2 separate regions of the Mus musculus genome follow, and region 2 is linked to region 1. A link is a contact called in public HiChIP or PLAC-seq data. All regions are on one chromosome and are shown on one strand. Each heading gives the region's core, a stretch centred on a gene start, on an enhancer-like site or on the middle of the called end of the contact. The rest is flanking DNA. Distances are from core to core; before and after follow the strand shown. Region 1 overlaps Cyrib (CYFIP related Rac1 interactor B). Region 2 overlaps Asap1 (ArfGAP with SH3 domain, ankyrin repeat and PH domain1).

Evidence for each region. HiChIP or PLAC-seq counts read pairs in DNA pulled down with a chosen protein or histone mark.
Region 2: a FOXA1 HiChIP or PLAC-seq map of pancreatic cancer cells shows a contact between it and region 1. The contact joins two enhancer-like sites. A contact is called at or near these places in 1 of 115 datasets of contacts at active chromatin or transcription factors (pancreatic cancer cells) and 2 of 9 other capture datasets (adipose tissue and liver).

What each region holds. Positions count from the first base shown.
Region 1 is chr15:64,002,789-64,009,783 of GRCm38.p6, reverse strand. All of the region lies in intron 2 of Cyrib (CYFIP related Rac1 interactor B), which reads left to right. Among named protein-coding and RNA genes, the nearest start is that of Gm25628, 20 kb to the left of the region's middle. Within about 2 kb of position 3,568, at least 45 of the 459 cell types and tissues checked have an H3K27ac peak or open chromatin away from gene starts, as enhancers often do. A contact at or near this core is called in pancreatic cancer cells, where this site is marked.
Region 2 is chr15:64,254,622-64,261,616 of GRCm38.p6, reverse strand. The region is part of intron 3 of Asap1 (ArfGAP with SH3 domain, ankyrin repeat and PH domain1); the gene reads left to right. Among named protein-coding and RNA genes, the nearest start is that of 1700010G06Rik, 56 kb to the left of the region's middle. Within about 2 kb of position 2,751, at least 40 of the 459 cell types and tissues checked have an H3K27ac peak or open chromatin away from gene starts, as enhancers often do. A contact at or near this core is called in pancreatic cancer cells, where this site is marked.

The sequences.
Region 1 (6,995 bases), core at 2,319-4,818:
GGTCTGCGGAGGGGAGCGTGGGAGAGTGCTAGGGTAGGTGGTCCTGGGAGAGCAGGAGAACTGGGCAAAAGCCAGGAAATAGTATTGACAGGAGCTCTGCAGCTAGCTCAGAACGACATCAGGAACGGCAGCATTCCCCACCACCGTGGAGACTGGAAAAGTCCAGCAAGTGGGCGTTTCTCCTTGTGTTTTTCATCAAGCAACAAACATCTCTCTTAACTTTTTTTTTCTTATTTCAGTGTTGGAAAACATTTGTGTGATGAAGGGCAAGGTAAAGATGATTTCATGGACACCCCCCCCCATTTGTCCTGAAAAATCATACCAGATACCAAACCAAGGGTTGCACATTGCTTATTAGTAATTATAAAACACACACACACACACACACACCCCAAAACAGGACTCTTGTTCATGCCTCAGGGAGTCAAACTGAGCTTTGACCTTGAACTCAGTTGTTCTCTGGCAGTGTAGACATGAGCACCTGTGAACTACCTGGCCTAGATCCCAGGTCTGATGGGGTTCGTGGTATGGATTGTGCTCCTTGTAATCAGTAGACAAGTTTCTTGACACCTTGGGCCCTCAGTTTTTCAAAATGTAAAATATTAAAGGTGACTTTCAAAGTTCTTGCCTTCAAAAATTAGGGAGTTCAGTGGAAACCCAGTAGGCTGCTGTGGTTAGTTTTGTCTGTTTGATTTGTTCTAAAATCACCTGGGAAAAGAGCCTCAGTGAAGCGTTGTCTAGATCGGTGAGGTCAAGTTGGCTTGTGGGCATGTATATAGATGATGACCTTGACTTGATTAACTAAGGAGGGGAAACCCGTCCACTGTGAGTGGCAGCATTCCCTAGGCAGGGTTCTCCACTCCCTAAGCAGAAGATCCTGAATGTTGTTAGAGTGGAAAAGGCAAGCTTAGCACAGGCATGCATGCATTGACTTCTTGCTCTGCTCTTTCCTGTGGATGTAATGGGACCATTCCTCTCAAGTTCCTGCAGCTTTGACTTCCCTGCTTGATGGAGGGTAACCTGGAACTGTGAGCTGAAATAAACCCTTTTACCCCTAAGTTCGTTTTGTCAGCGCATTTTATCACAGCAACAGGAAAGGAGACTGAGACATGGGCACACACAAAACCTGTTACATGAAAATGTTAAGCCTAGGGCTTAGGTTAAAGGTATTTTCCTCCTCCTTTGGAGCTGAGAAATGGATGCTGAGTCTCTTGGAGTCTGTGCTGTTTACATGAAACCTGTACCAGGGTTTTAGAGAGGTTCCTGGTTAAACCAGTTGAGCTTCTTTGTGACATGGACCATATTGATATCACCCCCCCCCCCCCATGCAGTATCTTTAACTTGAAATAGTAACTGTGAGAAGCTGAGTTCATTCACACTTTTAGCTCATGTATGAGTTATCCTATTATGTTGTTTAAAGTTATGAATTTCACATGTCAGTGTCTATAGCTAATGACTTAATCATTTAGGCTTCTTGTGAGTGCTATTCAATTCATTCCTCCATGGCGCCTCAATGAGCTCTTGGTTGTAGGGCTGGAGTGACATTAGTCCCCAGACTGGGGTAAGTCAGCACTGATGGCCACAGTGCTCCTGACTAGCTGGCTGCAGCTGTGTGCCAGGTACATACTTTGTATCAGGGACTCTACCAGAGTCAGTGCTGACTCGGGAGTACTGGGCTAGCAAGATGGAATGGCTTTTGCCTAGAGGAAGCTCCTAGGGTTGGAGAAACTGTCATACCATCACAGTAGCTGGAGGCTATCAACAAGCACCTAGGCTTTTGAGAACACGCTCAGGAAAGGATCTGACTTGGTTTGCTCAATGTGGTAAATTGCTGGACATGGCAAAGAACCCAGGCAGGCAGCTGGGGGCTGGAGGTGCTAAAGGCAGCATGTGGTCCCAAGTGCCAGGGGCCACCAGAGGGAGCATCAAGATTCAGTTGACAAACAGCATGGCTGTGACTTAAGGACACAGCCTTCTTGGGACATCTCCTTCCTCCCCTGACTTCTTGAAGCTGAGGCAACAATCCCCACTTTTGAAGTTTACAGGGTGTTTTTCATCTTTATCATTTGTCACTTGCAAGGCCCTGTACCGGAGTAAGATAGTGTATCTTTCATCCCTGGAAGGAAAGGGGTCTCCGTGCAGCTCTGGGTGGCCCCCTAGCAGTGTGTGGCACGGGCTGGAATGTGGTGGGTACATGTTTAAAGAAATATCTGCAGCTCATCCGTGAGCTTCTGACTGTGGGACTCTAATCAATCGCAACTGCAGCCATAGGTCACAAAGCACATAGGGACTCGGAATAGTAGCATGTGACAGCCCCAAGTGCATGTTTGTGCATAGAGTCACTGAAGCTTCAATTGACCGAGGCAATTAATGGGGGGAAATGGTGTGCACCTGGGAGTGGTTTAATAGATATTAACTTGTAATTAAAACTTTCAGGTAAATTGGCTTTTCTTCAGTGGTGTCATATTACCTACTTTTCTTTCCTCCCCTGTGGTCCTGTTTCCATTAATAGATTACCAGCCCCGAGTCTTCTCTGTGCTGCTGGCTCTCTTCAATGCTGTGTGCTTCCTTCCAGATCTTTCCGTATCCCTTGGCCCTGTCTGTGTTTGCCTGCCTACAGCCTTCCCATCCCAGTTACCATCCTTTGAACAATGGGCCTTTCAAGACATTAAAGGGTTCATCCCTACTCCCACCCTGTTATCACAGAATTTTAACTTCTCTGGTGGTTCCTACCACAATTTCCCCACAGATCAGGATAGATACTGTATATACAGATTACACCCTATGATATAAGCGATTTTGCACTTTATTCTTTTCACTTACTAGCCATACGTTTTGTTTTTGTTTTGAGTTAAGGTCTCAGAAATTGAGGTTGGCCTTGAACTCAGTTTATAATAGCTGGGATGACCCTGAACTTCGGATACTCCTGTCTCTACCTCCTAACTGCTAGGATTAGACTAGTGTGCATCACCCTGCCCAGTTTATGTGGTATTCAGGATTGAAACCAAGGCTTCCTACCTAAATGCTAGGCAAGCACTTTAGAAAGGAAGCTATTTTCCCACCTTCCAATAACCATAAAGCTTTTTTAAAAGTTGAAAGATTTAAAAAAAAGATATTTTACACATGTGAATGTTTTGCCTGCATATATGTACATGTACTACATATGTGCTGTAGAGGTCAGAAGGAGGCGGCACTGAAGATATGGACAGTTGAAATCTTCTATGTGGGTGAACTTCACCAGGGTCCTCTACAAGAGCAGTGGGTTGCCCTTAACCACTGAGCTGTCTCTTCAGCCCCAATACTCAGACATTTTAAATCAGTAAATGAACTCCTGCTGTGTGTCAGGCATTGTTTTAGGGGACAAACCAGCACAAAGCAGGTGTTATCGATCTAGGTCTAGTTCTTGGAGAGAGACAGAAGACATTCTGTGTGCTTTCTCAGGAGGTATGGACATGGGAAGAAAAGGTATGTCTGGAGACAAGTCATCAAGCATCTTCTGATGTTACAGTGCACTTACTAACCACATCAGATCTTTGCTGTCAGCACCCTGGAGTGTATTTGGAGTGTCCGGACTATGAATATATGTACAGAGAATGCGTGACTCATGGAGGACAAACTCTTTACTCAGAGATGAGCAAGCAGATTCAAGGAAAAGAAATGCCTTTGCTCAAGACCTGGTAGTTAGGATAGTTTCCATTCGTTCTAAAGTTTCTCTTAGAACCCTATTGTGCCACTTCCCTCGGAAGATCATTTTTATTTCTGTAAATAATACTGCAATGAGCACTTTATACCAGCACCACCCGAGTGAAAATAATCCGTTCACAAATACTGAAACCAAAAGGAAAGGCCGTTATTGACTGAGTTCTTCCATTTGCCAGGTACTGTGCTGCGTCTCTGGCAGCAAGTGTCTGCACGTCCCTCTCTTTTCAGGCGAGCAAAACATTCAGGCCTGGCCGAGCCCTGACCGACTCGGAGCCTGTGTCGACAACCTTCCAAGTCTGAACATGAACATAGGAATGTCAGAAACCATCAGTTTCAGTTACTTTTCGCCTTTGACAAAATACCTGGCCGAGAAGGGAGGGTTTGTTCTGGATCACAGGCTGAAGTCACAATCCATTGTGGCGAGGATCTGATGGCAGCTGGAGCCTGAGATAGCTACACATAGTACATCTGCAGTCAGGGAGCAGAGGTGAACGATGCTGTTCAATTTGTAGCGTGTCCTTTTTATTCAATATGAGACCCCAGCCCATGAGCTAGTACCACACACCTGCAGCGTGGATCGTTCCTCTTCTGAGGAAGGAAACACCGTTGCAGACATTCAAGCTCTGTTGGGCTTTAACTGTATGTAACTGCTCTTCTTCTCGCAAAGGCCGAAGACAGTTTGAATATTGATACTCCCATTTGTTCCTGTAATTTTGCCCAATCATCACTAGAGCAATTATTAGGGTGAAGGTTAGGTCAGAAACGGAGCCTGGACAGTGAGGGATTTGGCTAATTCTGGCTGAAAGAACAGGAGAAAGTGCCGGGCGGTGATGGCGCACACCTTTAATCCCAGCGCTTGGGAGGCAGAGGCAGGCAGATCTCTGAGTTCGAGGCCAGCCTGGTCTACAAAGTGAGTTCCAGGACAGCCAGAGATACACAGAGAAACCCTGTCTCAAAAAAAAAAAAAAAAAGAAAAAAAAAAGAAAAGGAGAAAGTGAGGAAGGCGGGCCTTCCTGCAGATAGACAAACTCTTTGTTCTTGACTTTCTTCATCTAAAGTCGAGCAGAAGTAGAAAACTCTCATGATGGTGCTGGAAGGCCGAGTATGAAATGGGCGGCAGTCGTTCTGTGGACAGCAGCAGGATTGGGAGGCAGTGGGCCTGTCACTCTTCTTTTGTGTGTGTGTGTGTGTGTGTGTGTGTGTGTGTGTGTGTAAGCATGAGATTTCTGTAAAATGCATTTTAAAATGTTTTAAAATGTCATTGATAAATAGGTGGCTTTGGCTACAGCAAGGATTTTCTTGTTTTACAGGGAAAGCTGTGTTTTAATTTTTGTTTTTTACATTGTGTGTGCGCGTGTAACGTATGTACAATATAGCATGTGTGGAGGTCAGAAGACAACTTTCGAGAAGTCGGTTCCCTCTCTGCCTTGTGAGTCCCAGGAGTTGAACTCAGGTGGTCAAGCGTGTTATTCTTTCCCTCCAAGTCATCTCACCAGCCCAGACAGAGCTCATGATGCCAAGGGTGTGCTGTGGAGGTGGGTGGAAGGGACAGCAAAGATTAGGGGTGTGGTGACAGTGGAGTGAGGCTCCGAAATGAATGGCCAATCCAGACACCTTCCTTTCCCATTGCTCTGCTGCTGTCCGAGATCTCATGTCATCTTGTCCCTTCCTAAAGGTGACAGAACCCCAACCTGTGTCCTAGCTTAGGGAGGGCATGTGATCATCGGGCCTAAAAGGCCCAGTGAGTGGTTCTTTGCGCAGCGGGATTGCACCCTCGGTTGAAAGATGCGCATCCTGAGGGAGCATGCCTCTTGAATGTTCCGGCAGTCACCAAGTCTGCAGACAGAGCAGTGGGCTTTGAACTTCACACTGTGTGTCGTATCAGCTGCTCTGTGCCAGCCTACCCCTCATGGGAAAAGCTTTGCCTTGGCTTAGAGGGGGGAAAGGACAGTGTGTACAGAAGAGCTTTCCTTCTTTTTCCATTTCAAATCTTGGCACAAAAAACATGCTTGCCGTTCCTCTTGCAAGTCTCAGCCGCAGATCTCTGTGCTGAAGACTGTGCCGTCGTCGTCCCCTCCAATTTCAGCTTTCCCAGTGACACACAGTTTGCTGCTTTGGGTGGTGGGGCTGCTAATAACTCCAGGTGGTGAATGGGTGGTAGGGAGTACAGCTGTGTGGAAATACAGCACGGAAGAGATACAAATACGGGGAGAAAATGGGAGCCCGTCAGGAGGTTGGTGCATTGATAAGGCCTTTTGCTTTCCTTGATGTTGAAGAAAGCCCTCTGTTATCTTACCTCAGACTCAACTGGTTACTTATTTCATGCTGTGTCTATATGGTGAACTATTATTATATAGCCTCTAACAGTGATGTACGTTCATTGAGCAGGGGTAGCTAAGATATGCTGTGCGGTAGAACATAGCAGATTAGTATTCATATATGAGCCATTCTTACAAAAATATTCTATCTTTATATAGATACATAATAACATTTGGAAGGGTATCCATATGATGTGGGTGGTTGGATCATGAGTATTTATATATTTTTCTTTTTGCTCATATGTATTTTCAAATTTTTGCTTCAGTCAACATATTACTCACAAAGTGGAAAAAAAAATGGTATGGAGGTCCACAGCATCTCAGTTACTGCCCAGCCTTTTACGTGTGGGGAGTCTTCTAGCAATTGGGTATTGTAGCAGGGAGTGCGGCAGAGCCCACTTCCTCTTCCTCTTCTTGTTCCTCCTCCTTCTCCTCCTCTTCTTCCTCTTCTTCTTTTTAAGCTAAGAATCATTAAAAATGACAGTTTATGAAAGTTAAGTGCTCTGAAGGTGAATGAAAGGAAGTAAGTAGGGTTTCACCTTTAGGAAGGAGTCTGGGAGAAATTTTTGCGGCAGAGAGCTGAGACACAGTCATGGGGAGAGAAAGCAGATGTACAGTTCTGAGATGTCACAGCTGATGCAGGACAGTGGGGTCCTTTTTCCTTGATGTCGTTCACAAAGAGAGCTGGAACAAGAGCCTTCAACACCTCCTGTGAGAAATGTGTTCCACTTGGAAATGTGACTGGGACTCATATACAGACCTTTAACTTAAGGGGATCTTGGTCACGAGGACATCAGGGGCTTCAGAGGGCTGGTTAAGGTTTTGTTAAATAGCAGGAAGGTCTTGGGTGTGATAGGGTGGCTTCATCTTTGGTTCTTTTGAAATGGCAGTTCTGACGTCTTTGTCCAATGTGAAATGAGCTTCCAGCCCTATCCCAGGCTTCACTGTCTGCTCTCATCAAATATTCATTGGCTC
Region 2 (6,995 bases), core at 1,502-4,001, 250 kb before region 1:
CAGAAGGATAGTTAGAATAGCAAGCTTTATGGTTGCGGGAAAACTCCCTCCCTAGACAAGCGGCAGAGGCTCAGATGCTCCTGGCCTGTAGATGTCAGCTTCATCTCAGGTGTAGCTTGTTTTTTGAAGGAACTAAACTGAGGTAGGAGCAAATTGCCACCGCCGATCTGATTTTGATGGCCTTTACAAGTGCCAGGTGTTTTGTGTGGTAGTCTCTTAGATTCATGAACGTAAGAACTGTCTTTTAAAAGTGACAGGTGTAAGATGTAGCCTCTTTCAAGACCCTACTTATTTACCCTTCAGCTCCCTAATGCTTATCTGCAGGAGACCTCTTGGACTTGTCTTCAGGACACTTAGGTCAAAACACTTTAACATGGTGTTTAGGGTAACCTGCGTGTTTTAGTGCTAGAAACATCTCTAACAAAGAGGACATTGGCTGTCAAAGGAAGAGAGGCGTCGTCCCTGAGGCGTAGGTGTGGGTTGCAGTGTTCCTTTTTAAACCAAAATGTCAACCCACAACTTTCCTTGAGTATTGCTGTGTTCTGCTTAGGTGTATTGAGTGGAATATAGTATGGGTTCGAGTCATGTTCTTGCTCTTTTTAAAGGTGCTTTTGGTATCAGGCAGGAGGGCCCCTGCAGCAGTAACAGCCACCCCCTTTAGGCACACCTCTTGGCTTCTTTGCACTGGGTAGCAGTGTCCATTTAGAATTTAGTGAGAAAAGCGAATGTGTGCCCCCACCCACCCCAGTGAAGTTCAATACTGACTCGGACCTCCTCTTTGGAGGAAGTATAGTCTGTATCCTTGTGGCTTGAATTTAGATTGCCATTGCTTCAATGGTTTGCTGTTAGCTGGAGGTGTTTTGACTTACACTAAAACAGATTTTAATCATTGAGTTTGTCTTATGTTCCCTTCACATAAGAGGATTGCTTTCTCAAATAATGAGAAACCTGTAATGATTTCACACCATGCACCCCAATCCTATTCTTTGTCTCCCTGTCCCTTCGTGTCTGCCCTCTACCCTTCTGACCTCCTCTCTAAAATAAAATATAAAAAAATAAAATAAAAAGCAAACAAGCAAAAGATATCTCCTTGTGGAAACTGCAGTATGTCAGGAGGTCCCACAATATACCCTTTGTTCACACATAGCAGATACTTGTAAGTGTTCATTGCACTGAGTCAGTGGTCTGGTTGGAGGCCTCTGGCTTCTGCTACACTATCAGTTCTGGATCCTCACCAGGACTTCCCTTGGATATCCTATTGTTGTCCTGTGCCATGGAGATCCTGCAGCTTTGGTCCTGCAGGACTGGCCCCTTCACGTGTTCTGGTGGTTCATAGATAGGGTAGATGTTGATGTGAGCGAACTCAAAGCCCTGGATCTGGACCAGCCGCAGTGGTAGGGCAGGCCACTCCCATCAGGCTGCTCCTCTCCACCCTTGCGTCTCCAGTTCCCCTTCTCTCCACAGGGCTCAAACCACTTAGCTTTTCTCTCTCTCCCCTCTCTCCACCACATACTTGCACATTGTAAGTATTGTGGGCCTACTCGAAGCGGGAGCCACGGGGCAGGCAGGCCTCTAGGTATCTTCCGCCACTTATTTTGTCTTTTATAAATAATGGCTTAACAAATGGGAACTTCATATGCATTAAAAAATTAATCAGAAGCGTATACAATGTCAATATAGATTTTCTTTGGGGAAGGGGAGATTTACTCTCATGTCCCTCTCTCCTATCTCTGCATCACTCTGTCCCTGCTTTTCTCTCATTTAAACATTCTTATTACATTTGGTTCCTGTATGTGTGTGTGTGTATGTATGTATGTGAGAGTAGATGCAACCACTCATGGTAACTTGTTAAAGTGAGCTCTTTTTTTCTACCATGTGGATCACAGGGTTGAGCCAAATCTTCAGGCTTGTTGGCAAGTGACTGCCTGCTGAGCCATCACAACAGCCCCCTTCTGAGACAGGGTTTCACTATGTGTCCCTGGCCTGGAACTAACTTTATATACCAGGCTGGCCTTGAAACTCATGGTGATTACCTGCCTCAGTCTTCCAAGTGCTGACGACATTAAATAAATACACTATACTTGATATTGTCCAGGCTTACCTAGAACTCACAATCCTCCTGCTTCAGCCTCCCAGCTGCTGAGATTACAGCATGCATGGCCTTCTATGCTGGATATTCTAAAATGTCAATATGTGTAGGTATATTTATCTAGTTATATAAAGTGATTATTGAATATAGACTTTAAATTGTGTGTGTGTGTGTATTTATGGATCATAAAGCATAAAAGAGAACCATGAGAAGGGAGAAAGATCATAAGGGAAGGGGAAAGAGAGTGTAATGGCATACATGCGACATGAAATCAGAAGGGAGGCCTGAGGGAAGCAAAGGAAACAGCTGGAGTTGGGTGGGGCAGAGTGGAAAGCTGTCAGAGAGGGGGATGAATCAGAACAATTAAAGAGACATATGCACACACATATACACATATGCACAAGTGCACGCACTTGTAAATACCACAATAAACCCGTTATTGTATATCTAAGTAAAGTATAGGAGGAAAACTAACTTAAAATTTGTTTTAAAACAGCCACTGTGGAAATTTGAACATAGGGTAAAACATGGGAATGTCAGCCTCAGCAGCAACTTCTGACTCCATCCCCCACCCATCTTCCAGACCACCTCACTCACCCACCCCGTCATCCAGACCGCCTCCCTCAGACCCAGCTGGCACTCTGCTGTGTAGTGTGTAAGAAAAGAGGCCTTGCTTCCTTTCCCAGGTCTGAAGTTCCTTCCTCCTGCAGGCAGACACTTCTGACAGTCTACCCTGGGCATCCCCCACCCCCACCCACCCCCCGAGAATGCTGTCTTCCCGGCAGCAGCCTGTACTAAGCCTAAGCAAAAACTTAATGGGAAATCAATATCATCTCTTAATATCAAAGCGATGCTATCCCTGGCCCAAGTTGGTCTCTCAACCCAAACCTTTATGATATATTCTCAAGTAAACTATAATCTACAAATGCTGGCACCATGTGACACACTGATTTGTGTAAAGCTCAAGTGTATAGGAAGCAGGGTGGGGGTAGGGGGGTATAGTGTTACTAAGAAAACTTAATGCCAGTTTTTCGGGGGCAGAAAATAATAGACTGTGTCCTTTGACAAGTGTCCAGTGGCCCTCCTAAAGGAAGCTTTCAGACTTTTGTTTTCTTTTAAATTAAAGAAAATCAGATTTTATGATAGAATTTATAAGTCGTGTGACCTTTTTTTTTTTTTTTTTCATGAGATTGTGGATGTGTTTTTAGCAGGATTTTGTGGTTTGGCTAATAAAATCTTTTCAGAGCTGATCCTCTGACTGAGCCTTCTGTCTAGTTAATATCTCTACCGCTGCTTTTATGACTTAATTGCCTTTGTGGTTAATTCACTTGATGACACATCCATCACCGTGAAGTTTACACACTTCCCCCATCCGCCCTATCTACTCGATGAGTCCTGGGGTCAAGGAGAGGTTGGTGGGTGGATGAATGATATTAGATAAGTAATGTGGCTAATCGGCCTTGTTTAATTAAAACAATCCCTTAATTAATACGCAGAAGCTACTGCTTCCCGATCGTTTTCTGTTCCACCGTGTCTCACCTGAACCTGTAACAAGTTACTCCATAATTTGTAGGGCTAAGCTTATATGGCCCTGTCCTTTAGTTGTCCTCAGGACCTCTCCCAGTGTGCTAAGTAATGAGATTTCACTTTGTATACATGGGAGAGCTGACACAGAACAGCTACCGCAACTCTGCCGTGTCACTGTGGCTGGTTATATGGTAAAGCTGGGATCTTGGTAAAACAGAATCATAGTGGTTTTACCTCAGATTCAAATAATGTAGTTTCCACACTCGTTTCTTGTTACTGGCATCACCCTACTGCCTCTGTTTCCATGTGGATGCCTCGCTGTCGTCTCGCACACCCGCTGCTTACTAGTGGATAGGTATTTGGACATGAGAGTTTCATCTTGTATCTGTCAAAATCTATTTAAAAGCTGAAGCTTTGCTCGGAAGACGACTTCTGGAGTATCTGTGGTTTAGGATCCCTTTGTTGCTAAATTCAGCAAAATTGACATTGTGCTACTTAACAAAAGACTCTGCACTTGTGACACTGTTCTTAAGCTACCACCATGAGATCTGGTGTGGATTTTAGTCTATTTGACTTGTATCTTATTTGTTAGATAATCTGCTTCATCCCTGGTGTCTGCCTGTGATCAGAAATCTCATTTTAACCAATAATGCAGAGTTGGGTTACTTTTAATATGAGATTGAAAATATTTAGTAATTCAAGAGCAAACACCTTTAAAATTTTAAAAAGATTATATATATATACATATACATTATGTATATGTGTGTGTATACACACACACAGACGTGAGAGTGTGTGTGTGTGTGTGTGTGTGTGTATGAGCTTTCTGCCTGCATGTGTATATACTACACATGTGCCTGATATCCATTGAAATCAGGAGATGGTGTCAGATTCTTTGGAGATATGGGTGTTCGGAATCAAGACCAACAAGTGTTCTTAACCATTAAGTTATTTCTCTAGCTCCAAGAGAAAATGCTCTAATATCTTATATTTTAAACTAGACACTGAAAATCATCGTGGAATATCGTTCACCTTTGGAATACAGTTCTAAAGCCGTGACTCATGGGTCACCACTAACTTAATGACATAGTGCAGTTCATTGGTAGAGGGCTTCTCCCCACAGCATGCACAGAGCTTCGGGTTTGGTCCTCAGAACTGAAAGAACTCTCACTATAAGGAAGTGCTTGTGAATGCCTTTATAGTCAAGAATGTTATATAGTAGGGGCACATTTGTGCTGTTGACTGTAAAATGTAACCGTTTCCTCAGTTTTACTCCAGAAAGTGGAGACAACTGTACAGGAGGAAGCTGCTTTACTGTACAAATACACTTCCCTCCAGTGTCGCTGAGTAAAATAGCTTAGGAAATGTTTAAGGAAAACCAGCTTACTGTAACAATAGCGTTTTGGAGCCATAAATACCTGTCTTCAAATTCCAGGACCAGAACCCCTGGTCCCTTCGGATTTCCCGCTGCTGTTTTGACTTTGCTAATTCAGTTGGTTTCATGTCTGAGAAACTAAAGCATGGGAACTGGAACTAGAGACGCTTGGGCCCCGTGCTTTCTATTAGAAGCTCAAGGGAGAGGTGAGAACCATGTGAATTGTGAGTGAGTGAGAGATGAACGTTCCCTGTTGAGTGGTGACAGAAAAACAGAAAGAGAATAACTGCAGGCATGTGGCAAGGAAGACTTTGTCAACTTAGTTCCTGGACCAGCCACTGTATGCAGAAATGTACATCACTGGTCTACTTGGTGTGGGTGGCCTGGACCTAAATCTCTGAGCCTATCCCAAGAACTTACGAATGCCATAGGACAAGAGCATACAGTTTTTGTGACCATCTTTTTTTTTTTTTTTTCACACAAGAAGATGAATACTTTTGGCTTGCACTTAAATGTTGTTTCCTAAACACTCTGTGTATCTCTTTATTTATGAGCTATTAAATTGAGTGCTCAGTGTTTGATAACAGTTGTTCTAGGTGGTCAGGATCTCAGTAGTTGGTTGTGTGTGTGTGTGTGTGTGTGTGTGTGTGTGTGTGTGTGTGTGTAGAAAGTACCTCATAGGAGAGACAGACAAAGGAAAAGAGATGTATAGGGAAACTCAGGTAGTGATGACTGCTAAGAAGAAACCACCAAATAGGTAGCTGAACATGGTGGTAGGTGTCTGACCCCTGTCATTCCCAAGGCAGGGGTGGGAGACTCTGAGTTATTAAGCCCACCTGTGGGGTCATGTCTTTTAAAACCATGCCTCAAGAAGCACTCAGCCAAAGAGGGACATTGATGGAGTAGGGATAAGATTGCCCAGACAATGCCTTGTGGAGGAAATGGCTTTTGAGCTTCATCCTGAGGTGGGAGCATGGCAAAAGTCACACAGACATGGATGCTCTAGTCCAAGGAGGTCACTGGTGCAGAAACTGACCTGGCTGCAGTGACCTGCAGTTCCTGCTCTATTTGGCTTTCTATATCTGGCCCAAAAAGCTACAGTTTTAATAGGACCACAGAGATAAAACAGGTGGTGCATATGAATAAATGTTAAGGTACATGTGGCTGCTGAAGACTTTCTGTGCTTCACTGGAGTCGACCACAAACACACCCTGAATGTATAAATCAAATGGTTTCCTAGGTCCTTTCATCACTGCATCTGCTAATTTAATCAAAAGCTGCTTGTTCCCTTTGTGCTCTGAGGCCATTGACCTCTCTGTCTCTTGGTCTCTGGAGTAAAAATTGTAGGTAGAGATGAAGGACTGATTCTACTCAGACCTTTGACCATGCAGATCCTTGGGGGCTTTGTGCTAATGAAGATGGATACGGGTTTCTTTCTGCTTCTGAATTGATTTTGTGACTTAAAAAAAAAAAAGAACATTTATCAAAGGCTAAGGGATTGTCAGCGTGGGGCGAGGGGCATTAAAAAAGAAGCCATTACCTCAGTAGCTGCTGAAAGGGAATCACTTAGGCTATACATTCATCTATAATGACTTGCATAAATAGAAGATAGCAGATCTGGGGAGTGAATCACCTGCTAACTAATAGTACTTACAGCAAGAGCTGATACCTCAAGAGCACTTGCCATTTGCTGCGTTTCCTGTGGAACAATGACCTTCCTAGACTTCAGTCTTCTTCCATCTTTTTAAGAACTCTTTCAGATTGGTATGATCGTCATCACTATTCGGGTGAGAAACATCAGGCGTAACTAGTATAACTTCATAGTCAACTTGGGTAACCAAGTGCAAATTAGACCCTGGTCTTCATGTTTGTTTGTTTGTTTGTTTTTTAAGACTTATTTATTTTATTTATATGAGTACACTGTAGCTATCTTCAGACACTCCAGAAGAGAGCATCAGATCTCATTACAGATGGTTATAAGCTGCCATACGGTTGCTGGGAATT